Regions from separate parts of the Zea mays genome. Here all the other regions are linked to region 1. The links are chromatin contacts, called in public Hi-C maps. All regions are on one chromosome and are shown on one strand. Each heading gives the region's core, a stretch centred on a gene start, on an enhancer-like site or on the middle of the called end of the contact. The rest is flanking DNA. Distances are from core to core; before and after follow the strand shown.

What was found. A called contact is a pair of places that touch in the nucleus more often than the background predicts.
Region 2: a Hi-C map of leaf shows a contact between it and region 1, with 5 times the contacts expected there. The contact joins the promoter of LOC100273451 here to the promoter of LOC103637703 in region 1. A contact is called at or near these places in 5 of 25 Hi-C or Micro-C datasets (bundle sheath, ear, leaf and 1 more).
Region 3: a contact with region 1 is called in a Hi-C map of ear, with 5 times the contacts expected there. The contact joins the promoter of LOC100282073 here to the promoter of LOC103637703 in region 1. A contact is called at or near these places in 7 of 25 Hi-C or Micro-C datasets (bundle sheath, ear, endosperm and 3 more).

What each region holds. Positions count from the first base shown.
Region 1 is chr1:101,304,343-101,309,178 of Zm-B73-REFERENCE-NAM-5.0, forward strand. It overlaps LOC103637703, which reads left to right and starts at 2,273. Exons shown (of 5, transcript XM_008660384.3): 1 at 2,273-3,095; 2 at 3,767-4,135; 3 at 4,210-4,836. The coding sequence starts at 2,856.
Region 2 is chr1:101,152,431-101,157,266 of Zm-B73-REFERENCE-NAM-5.0, forward strand. It overlaps LOC100273451, which reads right to left and starts at 2,104. Exons shown (of 5, transcript NM_001147888.1): 1 at 1,630-2,104; 2 at 1,000-1,265; 3 at 768-885; 4 at 14-222. The coding sequence starts at 1,983.
Region 3 is chr1:101,447,756-101,452,591 of Zm-B73-REFERENCE-NAM-5.0, forward strand. LOC100282073 (AT-hook protein 1) reads left to right here and starts at 2,685. Exons shown (of 6, transcript NM_001154986.1): 1 at 2,685-2,938; 2 at 3,015-3,757; 3 at 3,853-3,905. The coding sequence starts at 3,190. It overlaps LOC103637704 (protein FAR1-RELATED SEQUENCE 5-like), which reads right to left and starts at 2,461. Exons shown (of 5, transcript XM_008660389.1): 1 at 2,157-2,461; 2 at 1,971-2,069; 3 at 284-1,889; 4 at 1-210. The coding sequence starts at 2,279.

The sequences.
Region 1 (4,836 bases), core at 1,023-3,522:
AAACCGTTGACAGCGTCAACATACCAGCCCGAGAACTTGGGACCCGACCGTGCACCCGGGCTACGGCCAGCTCGCATGAGGGAACAACCAGACCGGCCGAAGCATCGCGAAACGCATTAAGACCTCGAAGGAGTCAAACCACTCCTCTGAGGCCTCGAGGGCTACACCCGGCGGGTGCGCTCGCGCGCACCCACCGGAACAAAACGCAACCGAGAAAGGTCGGTCCCCTTGCAAAAAAGTGCGACAAAAGCCTCCAAGCGAGTATTAACACTCCCTTCGAGGCTCGGGGGCTACTGTCGGGGACCATAATTAGGGGTACCCCCAAAACTCCTAATCTTAGTTGGTAACCCCCATCAGCACAAAGCTGCAAAGGCCTGATGGGTGCGATTAAGTCAAGGCTCGGTCCGCTCAAGGGACATGATCTCGCCTCGCCCGAGCCCAGCCTCGGGCAAGGGCAGCCGACCCCGGAGGATTCACGTCTCGCCCGAGGGCCCCCTCAAGCAACAGACACACCTTCGGCTCGCCCGAGGCCCAGTCTTCGCCAAGAAGCAACCTTGGCCAAATCGCCACGACGACCGACCGCATCGCAGGGGCATTTAATGCAAGGATGGCCTGACACCTTATCCTGACGCGCGCCCTTTAGTCGACAGAGCCGAAGTGACCGCAGTCACTTCGCCGCTCCACTGACCGGCCTGACAAGAGGACAGCGCCGCCTGCGCCGCTCCGACTGCTGTGCCACTCGACAGAGTGAGGCTGACAGCGGCCAAGTCCGGCCTCGGGCGCCATAGGAAGCTCCGCCTCGCCCGACCCTAGGGCTTGGACTCGGGCTCGGCCCCGGAAGACGACGAACTCCGCCTCGCCCGACCCCAGGGCTCGGACTCGGGCTCAGCCCCGGAAGACGACGAACTCCGCCTCGCCCGATCCCAGGGCTCGGACTCGGGCTCGGCCCCGGAAGACGACGAACTCCGCCTCGCCCGATCCCAGGGCTCGGACTCGGGCTCGGCCCCGGAAGACGACGAACTCCGCCTCGCCCGACCCCAGGGCTCGGACTCGGGCTCAGCCCCGGAAGACGACGAACTCCGCCTCGCCCGATCCCAGGGCTCGGACTCGGGCTCGGCCCCGGAAGACGACGAACTCCGCCTCGCCCGATCCCAGGGCTCGGACTCGGGCTCGGCCCCGGAAGACGACGAACTCCGCCTCGCCCGACCCCAGGGCTCGGACTCGGGCTCGGCCCCGGAAGACGACGAACTCCGCCTCGCCCGATCCTAGGGCTCGGACTCAGCCCTGGCCTCAGCCGACGGTCTCCGCCTCGCCTGACCCAGGGGCTCGGACTCGACCTCGGCCTCGGAAGACAGACTAGACCTCGACCTCGGAGGAGCCTCCGCCTCGCCCAACCCAGGGCTCAGACCGATCACGTCACAGGAGGCGCCATCATTACCCTATCCCAAGCTAACTCAGGCTACGGGGAACAAGACCGGCATACCATCTGGCTCGCCCCGGTAAACAAGTAATGATGGCGCTCTGCATGCTCCATGACGACGGCGGCTCCCAGCCCCCTTACGGAAGCAAGGAGACGTCAGCAAGGACTCGACAGCCCCGACAGCTGTCCTTCCGCCAGGCTCCAGCGCTCCTCCGACGACCACGACACCACACGAACAGGGTGTCAAAACCTCTCCGGCTGCCACGACGGCATGTACTTAGGGCACTAGCTCTTCTCTGCTAGACACATTAGCACACTGCTACACCTCCCATTGTACACCTGGACCCTCTCCTTACGCCTATAAAAGGAAGGTCCAGGGCCCTCTTACAGAGGGTTGGCCGCGCGGGGAAGAGGATGGGACGGCGCGCACATATGCCTCTCGCTCCCTCCCGCGCGGACGCTTGTAACCCCCTACTACAAGCGCACCCGACCTGGACGCGGGACAAACACGAAGGTCGTGGGTTTCCCTTTTACGCCTGTCTCCCTCCGGCTTCTCCCCGTTCGCGCTCCGTCTCGCGCCGACCCATCTGGACTGGGGCACGCGGCGACAATTTACTCGTCGGTCCAGGGACCCCGGGGTCGAAACGCCGACAATGTCTATATTAAAATAAACGATGATATACACATACAAAATATATACATCAATTATTATATAAATAATTAAAAGTCTTAAACGAATTTAGTTTTTGGGTAGAGGGTGAAATAAAGGATCTGAAAACATAAAAAAACAACTAGTGTCATGTCACAAGCCGTGTTTGATATGGGCATATGGCTTGACTTTTGCATCGTGTGATGTAAATGTGCACTGACTTCACACATGTTTAACGTCGTCGCCGCACAGGCACAGAAGCTCCCCTCGCCTGCGGTCACTGCATGGTCGAATTTGCCCCTTGTGCTTTCCTCTCCTTCCTGCAAGGAGTCGAGACGAGACATCATCCCTTCTCTCTCCACATCTCTCGACCCCGACCTCGCTCGCCGTCTCTTCCCTGCCCCTGCCCCTGCCCCCTCAGCTGCGATCTCCCTCCCTCCCCCGAATCGCTGAATTTTTCTCACTCCTCCTCCTTCCCATCTCGGATCGACTCCAAGACGCCGAGCCCACTTTGGTGACCCAGCCCCGAAATCCCCAATCGAGCTCGACCGGAACCCGTCGATTCCGCCGGATTCGACCTCCCGCCGGTGAGGCGGTTCGCCTGAATCGGCCGATTGGACCCGAATTCGGGTGTTCCGGATGCGCTCAGAGCGGAGGCTTGCGGATCTAGGGTTCCGGAGGGCCTAGGGTTGCTGCCGGCGATCTGGTGATGGTGGTGCGGCGCGGTGCCGGAGCTCGGCGAGGAGGGTTCGGCAGCGACGTTGGAGAAGATGCAGCGAGCCGGATATGCATGGGTGGCGCGGCGCTGAGGGGTGCGACGTCAGGAGGCGGCGTCTCGTTCGGCTCATGTGGCCAGCGGCACGCGTAGAGGCAGAAGCTCCACCACCACCGGCACAAGGACCAGCTACTTCTCCTTCTGGTTCATCTGCTACCCATCCTCGGACTACTTATCGGCCGGAATCGAGTGCGCAGAAGCAGGAGTGCATCGATCTTCCCTGCCCAGTGTCATCTGATTCCTTTGTAAAGGTGCGTTTTTGTTGGGTATCACTTGCTTGCTAAACTCGATGGGTTTAGACTCAGGTTGCCAACCCTTTTTTTTAGCTGTTTGGACTTGAAATATACCAGCTATATGAAGCATCTGCACTAGATAACTAGATTCCTCAGGTGTTAGACGCCTCGAGGTTTTGGGCTGAGTAAACTGTTGAGTTTGGATGCACTACTGCTGACTGCAAGCATGCTAATATGGAAATATTGTGCGGAATTCCTTTTGCATCATTGCATCGAATTCTGTGAACGGTTCACTAACAAATTGGCAATTTGGTCACACCAAATGAAAGGATCTACTACTACTAATTTTTTTCACAAACAATGTGGGAAGTGCCATCCCGTGAATAGTCGTGATTTCACAAATGATGTGGGAAAGTGCTACCCAAGAATAACGGTGCAAGGGTGAACAAATTACTTAGTTTCTTATTGCAGCCATATTCTTACTTTCTGCAAATAATGCAAGGTGGACCTTGCTTGTGCCGGTGTTCATTTCAATAACACAGTTTACACTGTTTGTCCATTTCTTGTTTGATTGTTAACATATTGAGCACCGCGAGGTTGTAATTGTTGAACTTGTATACCAAACTAAGAAGAGAATGGATTAACACACTTGTTATTGGATAACTTGTAACAAGCTGTTCAATTTTCAGGACGGGCGTGAGATTAGAGTTGGCGATTGTGCTCTTTTTCGGGCTGTCGATGTCCCTCCATTCATTGGATTGATACGTTGGATTGAGAAGAAGGAAGAAGGCTATCCCAAATTACGTGTTAGTTGGCTTTATAGACCTAACGACGTGAAGCTTAACAAGGGTATACAACTCAACGCTGCACCAAACGAGATCTTCTACTCTTTCCACCAGGACGAAGCATCTGCTGTTTCTCTGCTGCATCCTTGCAAAGTTGCCTTTTTACGGAAAGGTGTTGAGCTACCAGCTGGAATTGCTTCATTTGTATGTTGGCGCGTGTACGATATTGACAACAAGTGCTTATGGTGGCTTACTGACCGGGACTATATTAATGTAAATTCATTTCTTTCTTGTTTTGTTCATTATATATCTATATATACTTATTAACATATGAAATTGATAACTAGGAACGGCAGGAAGAAGTAAATCGCCTTCTATACAGAACAAGGCTAGAAATGCGTGCCGCATTACAATCAGGTGGACGCTCTCCAAAGCGCTTAAATAGTCCTTCAGCTTCCCAGCAACTGAAGACTGCTTCAGATGGTACACAGAATGGTGGTTTGTCTAGAGGAAAGAAGAGAGAGAGAAGTGAACAGGGAGTTGATCCAGCCAAGCGGGATCGTGATCGTCTACTTAAGGTTGATGACGGTGAGCCTGGAAGCTTTAACTTGGATGATATTAAGTCCGAAATAGCAAAGATAACAGAAAAAGGTGGACTTCCAAATGCAGAAGCAGTTGCAAAACTTGTACATCTTATGCAACTTGATCGAACTGAGCAGAAGATAGACCATAGTGGTCGGGTTATACTTGCTGATGTTATTGCTGCTACAGATAGTCCCGATTGCCTCGGCAGATTTGTCCAATCAAGGGGCCTTCCCGTGTTGGACAGTTGGCTTCAAGAGGCCCACAAAGGGAAGTCTGGTGATGGGAGTAGTCCTAAAGAAGCAGATAAGCCTATTGATGAACTTCTCTTGGCCCTGCTTCGTGCACTAGCTAAATTGCCTATTAATCTCAGTGCATTACAAAGTTGTAGC
Region 2 (4,836 bases), core at 854-3,353, 150 kb before region 1:
AGGGTAGTCTCACCGAAAGTCATTGTAGCAACGCTTGATGCAAGATACATCTGATGCAGTAACAGCAATGATTGCACCATTCTTGTGAGCATCTTCACACGCTTGCTTGATAGCTTCAATTGTGTGAGGCAGCTCAAATAGATAACCTTCCACAATTAGTACATTTGATTTAGACACTAAACTGGCCAAGTCTGAATCGTAACTCAGAGTTGACGAAGTACCCTGCAAAGACAGGAAGCGCATGCCACTGTTTGAGCATATATTTGTTGCAGGTGCAGCACAATCTAGATGATTGGCCAATGAATTATACTTTTCCAAAATACAGGCTCATGAATCAAGGATGTATCATTAAGATCACATGATAGTTTTGCTTCCATATTCATACTACTACAAACAATACCATGACAAAAATCCCTGGAAATTTCACTTCATCCTTTGCACATTGATATTCATATGATTTAGATATGGTATAGACTCTTAAAGCTATCTCCAATAGCTTACCCATTCTCATATTCAAACTTCACTGTGCGAACAGTGCAGTCTACAGTACATAGCAGTGTTTTTGGTCACCATGTGGGTGAAATGCTGGAGACGGTCTAAGAGGCCAGATAGTGAACTGTTTAATGTCCAGACACAAGTTGGTGCCCTGAGGTGTCTAAAGAGTGTAAAGAGGGCTGGGAAAGCGCAGTAAGCAAGTGTAACTGAAATAATATCTGACAAGTTCAGATATAGAAGAGTTGTCAGCAAAGGAAGTAAAAGGAATTGACCTGATACGCAAGCATAGTACGCTGTGCATCCGGCGTTGTTAGAACAATGACAGTTCCAGTTGTTCCATCTTTGACCGGCTTAGACAGGAAGTGCACATTAGCACGGCGCAACTTTGCCCTAAAAGTGTGATTGAACAGAAAGCATGATGTCAGCCAATACTCTAAAGACTCAGTGCAGAAATAGGACATCATGCAAACCTGCAATAGAAATAGTGACAAATTAGTGAATTACCTGTAGAAACTACCTAGTGGGTCACTGCCCACACTGCCGCCCATCACAATATTAAGCTCAGGGTAGCCAGCAGACTGGCTACTACCAAGCCTTGCCAGCGCAACGAGCGAGTTGGACAGGGAGCCTCCAGCTGCAGCCTTGTAGCTGCATCCATCCATGGCACGCAAGACCCGTCCCCTCTCCTCATGGTTTATGACCTTTCTCGTGCCCTTCTCTATGCCCAATCTGTCAAGGAACTCGTCATCCACCATCCCTGAGAAGTCAACCTATTTGCCCCGCAGAACAGTGACTAGTCAGAATTGATCTTAAGTTCTCAACAACACACCCGTACAGATAGAAGTTTGAACTACTTTTCACAAGTTGCATCTTCCTGATCAATACTTGAGAGGCAAGTAGAGTAACTGGCCCAACAGTTTATTCAGGCATCTAATTATAGTTGTAGCCTAATACGGAGTCAAAGCATCCTGAGTTTGATCAAGTTTATTTAAAGAATATCAATAAATATGGTACCAATAAGTATCATTAGATTCTTCGTTGAATATAGTATTGCATTATATATATCTGGTTTCATAAATATTGATTTTTTTCCTATAAACTGGGGGAGGGGGAGAAGACCAGGGTTGCACGCACCATCGCCTGGCCGAGGCCCAGCACGTCCCATCTCTCTGGCCCAACGGCCGCCGCGGAGAGCTCCACGGCGTCGTCGATCTCGCCCTCCCGCTGCCCCACTCGTAGGACGTGCTCCTCCTCCTCGTCGCTCTCACTGGCGCCGGCGTCCGATAATCCGCCGAGGAGCGCTCGCGCCGCCCAGCCCATCCGGCGCACAACGAGCCGGTGCCAGCTACAGGCGCGCGGGGAATTCCCGGGTCCTCGGCGCGGGGCGAGATGTAGGAGCGAGGAAGGGGGGCGAGAGTCTTGAGAAGAAGAGAAGCGGCGGATGATTCGGGAGGGAGAGGAGACCGTGGAGGCGGTGGTGAGCGCCATTGTGGGTAGCCAGCGCGCCGCGCCGCCGTGGCGTATTTGGTGAGGAAACGGATTGGGGTAATCAGGTCCCGACCCCCGAGATGAGATGGGGGCGCGGCCGGCTGCAGCTGCTGCCTCGCTGCCTCGCTCCCTGTCACTAGAAAAGAGGGGAGAACATATGTATATAATAAATAATAGCCGAAATTATATAAATTAAACAAATAAAAAAGAAGAAATAGACCTATGCGTGACCAGACACGACGAGAGTATGGCTGCCTCGCTCCCTGTCACAAAAAAGAGGAGAATATATATATATATATAATAGCTGAAATTATATAAATTAAACAAATAAAGAAGAAGAAATAGACCTATGCGTGACCAGACACGACGAGAGTACGGCTGTCTCGCTCCCTGTCGCAAAAAAGAGGAGAATATATATATTTATATATATAGTTGTATATTTTGAGCCTCGCCACCCGGGATGGCAGTTGGACCCGTGGGTATGGATACCCGCGGGTTTCGTACCCGGTGGATATGGATAGAAAACTCACCCGCGGGTTCTATCGGGTCGGATACCCGAAATATATCGGGTTGGGTATGGGTAAAATAAATTACCCGCGGGTATCCAGTAGATATCCGAGATATCAATATACCTTTTTAAATGTGATACATCCACTAAAAATTAAGGACCATAATAAAATGGAGCCAAAAAAATACACAACAATCCTGGTTTTGTTGCATGCTGGTTGTTGCTACTTCACCATGGACACAGGCACGACCACGGACTGCTGTTGCTGGCGGCAGGCTGCTGCTACTATACACCATGTCACGGGCTGCTGAAGCTGGTTGCTGCATGATGTTTTTATTTATCAATTTATCATGGCGCATGTGTTGTTGATTAATGAATATTAATTTGTGCTAACAGTCAACTGTAATGTAATAGAGATCAATGAGACATTGACAATGTTATGATTGTCAAATGTCACCTGCTGGAGCTGGTTGCTGCATGATGTTTTTATTTATCAATTTATCATGGCGCATGTGTTGTTGATTAATGAATATTAATTTGTGCTAACAGTCAACTGTAATGTAATAGAGATCAATGAGACATTGACAATGTTATGATTGTCAACTGTCATAAACTCATTAAGTTGAGATATTGTATCGACGTGTAGCTAAATATAGTCATTCTCGTGTTGTACTGGTGATTAGATGGAAACTAAAATATTTTATGTATTTATTATAACACTAACTGAATGTTATTTAGTCTACAGTAACATATCTACTGGATATCTGATACCCGGTGGATACCCGATGGGCATGGGTACGGGTACAGTTTCTCGCCTGATTGGCTTGGTGGGTATGGATATTTGTAGAAGTCTCGGGTATAATTTCGGGTCGGGTATTATTATACCCGAACAAAATCCGACCCCGCTGCCATCCCTACTTGCCACCATTCCTATTCTGCCGCTCCCGTTCTGCCACCATTCCCGTTTCTCATTCTCATGTTCTATCATCTCCCGTTCTGCCACCATTCCCGTTTCTCATTCCCATGTTCTATCATCATTCTATGTTCTGTCATTTCCATTCCCCCCTCCTCGCAAAGCTCATTCACATTCCCCCGTACAGCTCACGTCTAGCTAAAATTAAAAAAACACACATGTCCTCAAGGAGATTTGAACTCGTGACCTCTTAAGCAAAGGCCAAGAGTAGCTACCACTACACCACATGTGTGTTTATGTCAGCATCTATGACAGGAAACACATCTACTACATCTCTTACCAAGCTTACTTGCTACCCTTGCACAATGCGTAGTAGTAGATAAGTATCACATAGATTCTTGAATTATATTTTTGGATGAAGGTAATATTATTTAAAGAAGAGTTTTGCATGCAATTTCTTTTGTTTGAATAATGTTTTATACTTAAATCTCTTTTTTGCATGCATGACATTTATTCTTCGTAATATTTTTTCCATGGATCAGACTTGTGAGTCATTTTTATAAACCAACGTCAACCATGAATCCATATTTCTTACTTGAAACCCCGAACAAACACCATGAGCAGGAAGCACTCGCGTTGGCGTCGCTCATCGATGACGAGAAGAAGCTTGCCGACTGTCAGTCCGACCTCTAGAAGCAGTCCTATGTGGCTACATGCGCCGCTGTGTACGACATGCTCCCGCGAAGCCGCCGCTTGGACGCGGTCCAGAGCAGCTGCACCGCACTGTCCATCGTTAAGCAGGGGGGCCTCATGGTTGTCGCCAACATCGACGACTCTCGGGTTGTTCTAGACACCGCATCCGATGACGACGCCATCACGCCGTCCAGCTCATCGTCCACCTGAAGCCCAACCTGCCACGTAAGTCGCTACTGACCGGACATGAATTCTTGTGCGCTGGGACGATGGATGTTGCTGACGTTGTGTGAGTGTCCTCGAACATGATGTATGTAGTGGAGTAGCGCATCCGGTGGTGCAACGGCCAGGGGTACTACCTCGCTGATGAGCCCGGGGTGCACTTCGTTTGGCAGCCCAACCAAGAGTCATCGGTACTCGTCATGTCGCGCGCGTTTGACGACTACTATATCGAGGATTGTGGCGTCATCTTGGCGTCGGAGGTGATGCAGAGGAGGATCGACAACAGTGGCCAGTTCGTCATCCTCGCCACCGCCAGGGTAGCTTTTGTGCCTGTCTGCCTTTAATTCTCTTCGCAAACACACACTTGCCTTTTTGTTTAAGCAAGAGCGTATGGTGGTGTGTGTCTGATGACTAACGATGTACGAGGGAATTTCTTCCGGCATGTGTGGAACGTGCTCTCCAATGATGAGACCATACAAATCGTGGCATATATCGAAGTCTGCATGATACTGATGGT
Region 3 (4,836 bases), core at 1,435-3,934, 140 kb after region 1:
GCCTTGACACTGAGCACTTCAATGCAAGGGATGTTGCCTTTCGAGACATGCGTGCAGCATGTGCTTTCAAGGTTTCATTCTGATTTGTTTTTCTTTCAATATGAAATCCCTTTTTTGCATATTTTGTCCACCTATTTAATATATATTTCGGTGGTAAAATGAAAACATCGTTCATATTAAATACTTTGAAGGCATGCTTGCACAATATACCTATAAGATATGAAAGTTTTGGTTAGCAACTTGTATTAGAACCAAAACTATAGTTTCAAATGAAAATACATACCTATGGATTCAAACTTCCTGCAAGAACATGTAATGGTCAAATCTGCAACATTGAATGTTACTGTTGCTCCATAATTTGAATGCATATGTGTAACCATGAATGTTGATATTGACCCCTCAGATTGTAACAATTTACATGAATATGAAAACTGACATTTAAATTCTTCCTCAAACTCCATATACATCCTCCTTGTATATGATTCAGCAGCATACTTCAACAAAGGTAAATTTTGGATGTAATTAACTGGATTCTTCATACGTGATTTGAAATCTTCATCCAACTCATTTTCGCGAAGAGAAGCAGAAACCTTCTCGCATTCGACGATGAGTTCGGAAAGCCCAAGTTTCCTACGGAATCTCTTCTTAAATACATTATTCATACCTTCACTCCTTTGAGTAGTTGTCATATCCGCTGTAAAAGAGTCACGATAAACAGCAGCCCACTTTTCTCTTAAATTATATAGATTTAGCATCCACAAGTTCTCCTCAAGGCTATATTCAATCAACAGTTCATTCCACTTCCTTTTGAAACAATCCTCTGATCTATCTTCATAGACACAATTTTTAAATGCAGGTAGAAACTTCTTAGGATGGTTATGAATGATATGACTTAGATGTTTAGCGGCATTAAGATAAATATGCCATAAACAAAGTCGATGTCTTGTATTTGGGAACACATAAGCAATTGCACATGCCATGGCTGCATCTTGATCAGTGAAAATTGTACTTGGATGTTTCCCTGACATTGCTGTCAAAAAGGTTTGAAAGAGCCAAACAAATGATTCAATAGTTTCATTAAATAACAGTGCAGCCCCAAAGACTATTGTCTGCTTATGATGGTTGGTTCCAAGTAGTGGAGCAAAAGGCATTTCAAACTTATTTGTTTGAAATGTGGTGTCAAATGAAACATCATCTCCAAAGCATGCATAATCTAATATAGATTGACCATCAGCCCAAAAGAAATTAGCTATCCGACCATATTGCTCACCTTCTTCCAAATCTATTTCAATGGCATAAAAAAATGCATGATCCTCTATTTGCTTATTCTTCAAGTATTCCAATAGTGTTTGTGCATCATTGGATTCTAAATATTTCTTTCGTTCGCGACCGATCTCATTATTACAATCCATCCTCGAGAATGGAACTTTATCAGCACCTCCATAAAATTGCTTCATAAATTCATACACTTGCGTTGGTCTCATTCCAGCTTCCCGTATTTGGCTAATGAGTTGTCTGTCCGCTTCAATAACATGTCGTTGGGACCTTAACTTGTGTGCCTTGTTCGGACTAGCGAGGGTATGATTGTGTTCAAGTTCAACTTTTTGCACTGTCCAAACCCCTTCCCTGCTAATGCTAAACTGGACACGAGCTTTGCAACCTGTCCTTGTAGTTGATTGTGATGGCTCATTTTTTCTATTACCTTGGTTGCTGCAAACTATATGTTTCTGAAATATAGTTTTATCTGGTCGACGTCTTGTATCACTCTTTCTAATACTAAACCCAACCATACATGCATAAGCATTGTACATCTCATAAGCTTCTTTCTCAGAGTCAAAATACATTCCTACTTTAGGAACAATCACAGCTGGTCCAACTGGATCAACCTTCTATTGCAAAATACGTTTAGAATAAAGTCACGTTACAACAGTACGGAAATTTATTGCAAAATACGTTTAGAATAAAATCACCTTATATGTCACCACTTCTGGAATCGTGTTCTCCTTGCCTTGAATGTTAGTATCGATAGCGCCAACAATATTTACTTCGGTGTTTATACACTCAATGTTCTATGCAAATGTGGGAATTACAGTCAAATAGACAAACTAAATAGACGGAAAAAGTACAATGATCAAAAGAACTAATGATGACAGTACCTGCAGTGTCGCCTCTTCATGATCAGATGGATCGACGATTTGGGTAGGGACGTCACATAGCAAGGGTTGCAGCTGGGACATGATATTCGTGGTGGCGGCGGCAGGATCGCTGTACTCTTCCATGGATGCAATCGTCCCTCTAGGGCTGTGTGTTTGCGGTACGCAAGGAATGGCGGCGCTCGTTTGTGTAGGGCATGAAAAAAAGTAGATGGCTTATTTGCTTGTACGGCTGGCAGCTGGCTCCAAACGTTGGCTCCTTTTAACATTAAATTAGTGTGGCCAGCCGATCCGAAAGATTGCTTTGAGATTAATAAATGAACACGTGGCATCAATCCGGTAAGTGCTGCACAGATATCGCTCTGCAGCACGCATGTATGGAATTTTTTCCCTCGAGGTCGAGCTACTACCATCCATCTCTCCCCATTGCATGCGAAACAAGAAAGCAAGAGGCCAAGAGGAGCAGAGTGAGTGAGTGGCGTTTGGTGTGAAATGTGGACTTGGACCTGGAAGGAGGACGAAGCGGGTCATGGAATGGTGATGGACCTGCTGCTTGCTCCCCTCCCTGCCGATCTCTAATCACTTTGCCCCTAGGTACCGTACAGGCGTGCGCGCGGGGCATCAGACACACCTCCCCTTCCTAACTTCCACCAAATCTCCCTCCCTACCGTGCTTTCCGCTTTCCTCCCTTGATTTTTTTTATCCGTCTCCTAGCTCCAGATTTTAAAAATTATCTCTTGTGAGCAACTCATAGCTAACTACTACTAGTAGCTGAGACTAAAAGGGTGTGCTCTCTCGCTTTTAATCTCCATGTTACCGCTAGTGCTCTAGTCTTACCTAGCCTTGCTGAGCCCCTTGCAGTGCTGGGAGGAGAAGGACAAGGTCTCTGATCAGCTCAGCTTGTCTGGTCAAAGCTGAGAGCCTCGTTGTGCTGTGAGTGCAAGCTCGACCGACAGGACCCCTGCCACTGTGAAGCACAGCGTCAGCGGCGACAAGACGAAGGGGCGGAAGCTGCCAAGCCGATAGATCTACGCAAATGGAGACCAAGGACGTGTCGCCGCTCGCCGCCGCCACCACCACCACCGCGGCGCCCGTGCCTGCACCGACCTCTCAACCGCCTCCGCCGGCCCCTTCTTCTATGGCGCCGCCGCAGCACCAGCACCAGCACCATCCGCCGCCGCCGTTCGCGCAGCAGGCGGCCCCGGTTCCGTCGCCTGCCGCGTCCATGCCCGGCGGCATGCGGCTCTCGTTCGACCAGATGTCCGGGAAGGCGCCCGGGGAGCAGCACCACCACTCCGCGCCCATGCTGTACACGGTGCCACCACCGCAGTCCGCCGCGGGCGCGGGCGCACCGGGGGCCAATGTGCTGGGCATGGGCGAGCTGATGCGCAAGAAGCGCGGCCGGCCGCGCAAGTACGCGCCCGACGGGAGCATGGCTCTGGCGCTGGCCCCCATCTCCTCCGCCTCAGCCGGCGGCGCCGCAGCCCCCGGACAGCAGCAGCACGGCGGCGGGTTCTCCATCAGCAGCCCCCCGTCCGACCCCAACGCCAAGCGCCGCGGCCGGCCTCCCGGCTCTGGCAAGAAGAAGCAGTTCGAAGCCTTGGGTACATGTTTCTCTCCCGTGCTAAAATCCCTTCGTACATGCTTCTTGCGCGCGCCCTATCTCACCAGTGCTGTGCTCCTTTCTTCGCTCGTGCAGGCTCCTGGGGCATCGCCTTCACCCCTCACATCCTCACCGTCAAGGCCGGCGAGGTAAGATTCACAGATCTTGTTCAACTTTCAAAACTTTTGTTGCATGCATCCTTGCCGGCTTGCCGTCGCTGGTCGTATGGCGTAGATCTGCGAGTCGGCGCATCTCCTCTATGAAGGCCAAGTCATGTATGGTCGTAGGGAGTACGCATGTCATGTATGGCTTCTTGCCAGAAGGCCAAGTCACCTGTGCTTGCTGTGACCTTTGTGCTCTGTTCTGCCATGCCGTTGGGAAGCCCGGCAGGCTGTGAGCTCGCGTGGCGTGGGTGTTCGTCAGATTCCCGGCACAGCTACCAGTTGACCGGGCCCACTGTCAGTGGTGGCAAGCTGGTACTAGTGGGTGATGCACTCGTTGTCATTCCGGATTCTGACTGAGACTCTGGTGCTGCCAGTACCAGCCTGAATCCTGCGGTGTAGAATACGACGAGGGGCTCCAGGCAGCTGGCACCTTTTGGTTGTGCAGTCCTCACTCGAGTCTTGACTCTTGTGGGTGAGGACATGGACTGTGCAGGGTAGCTGGGCGAAAGGGTTGCTTATGCTGATCAAATTACTCCATGGAAGCAAACATTATATATTAGTTGCCTTCTAACGTCATTGTGTTTGTGAATCATGATGGTTGATCTAATTTGGAAGCATGGATGCAGCATACTTCACTGGTGTTTGCTAACTTTATTATTAATTAAATTGATGGATATCGAATAGTAACCTAAATTTACTTTTACTAGATGTTTGAATTGGATTAACTGTGTGGCTTGTGCATCTTGATCGACTAATCTGTACTGTAACTGAATTTGACATTCATCTCTCTGCTTCAACATTTGCTCTCAGCTAGCTGCTTAGAATTCTTGCTGCAAGCTGTTCGCTAGCATGGTGCAAGGCCAAGCCATGCAAATTGGTCACGCCTTTTTATTTCTTTATGGCTATGAAGTTATTT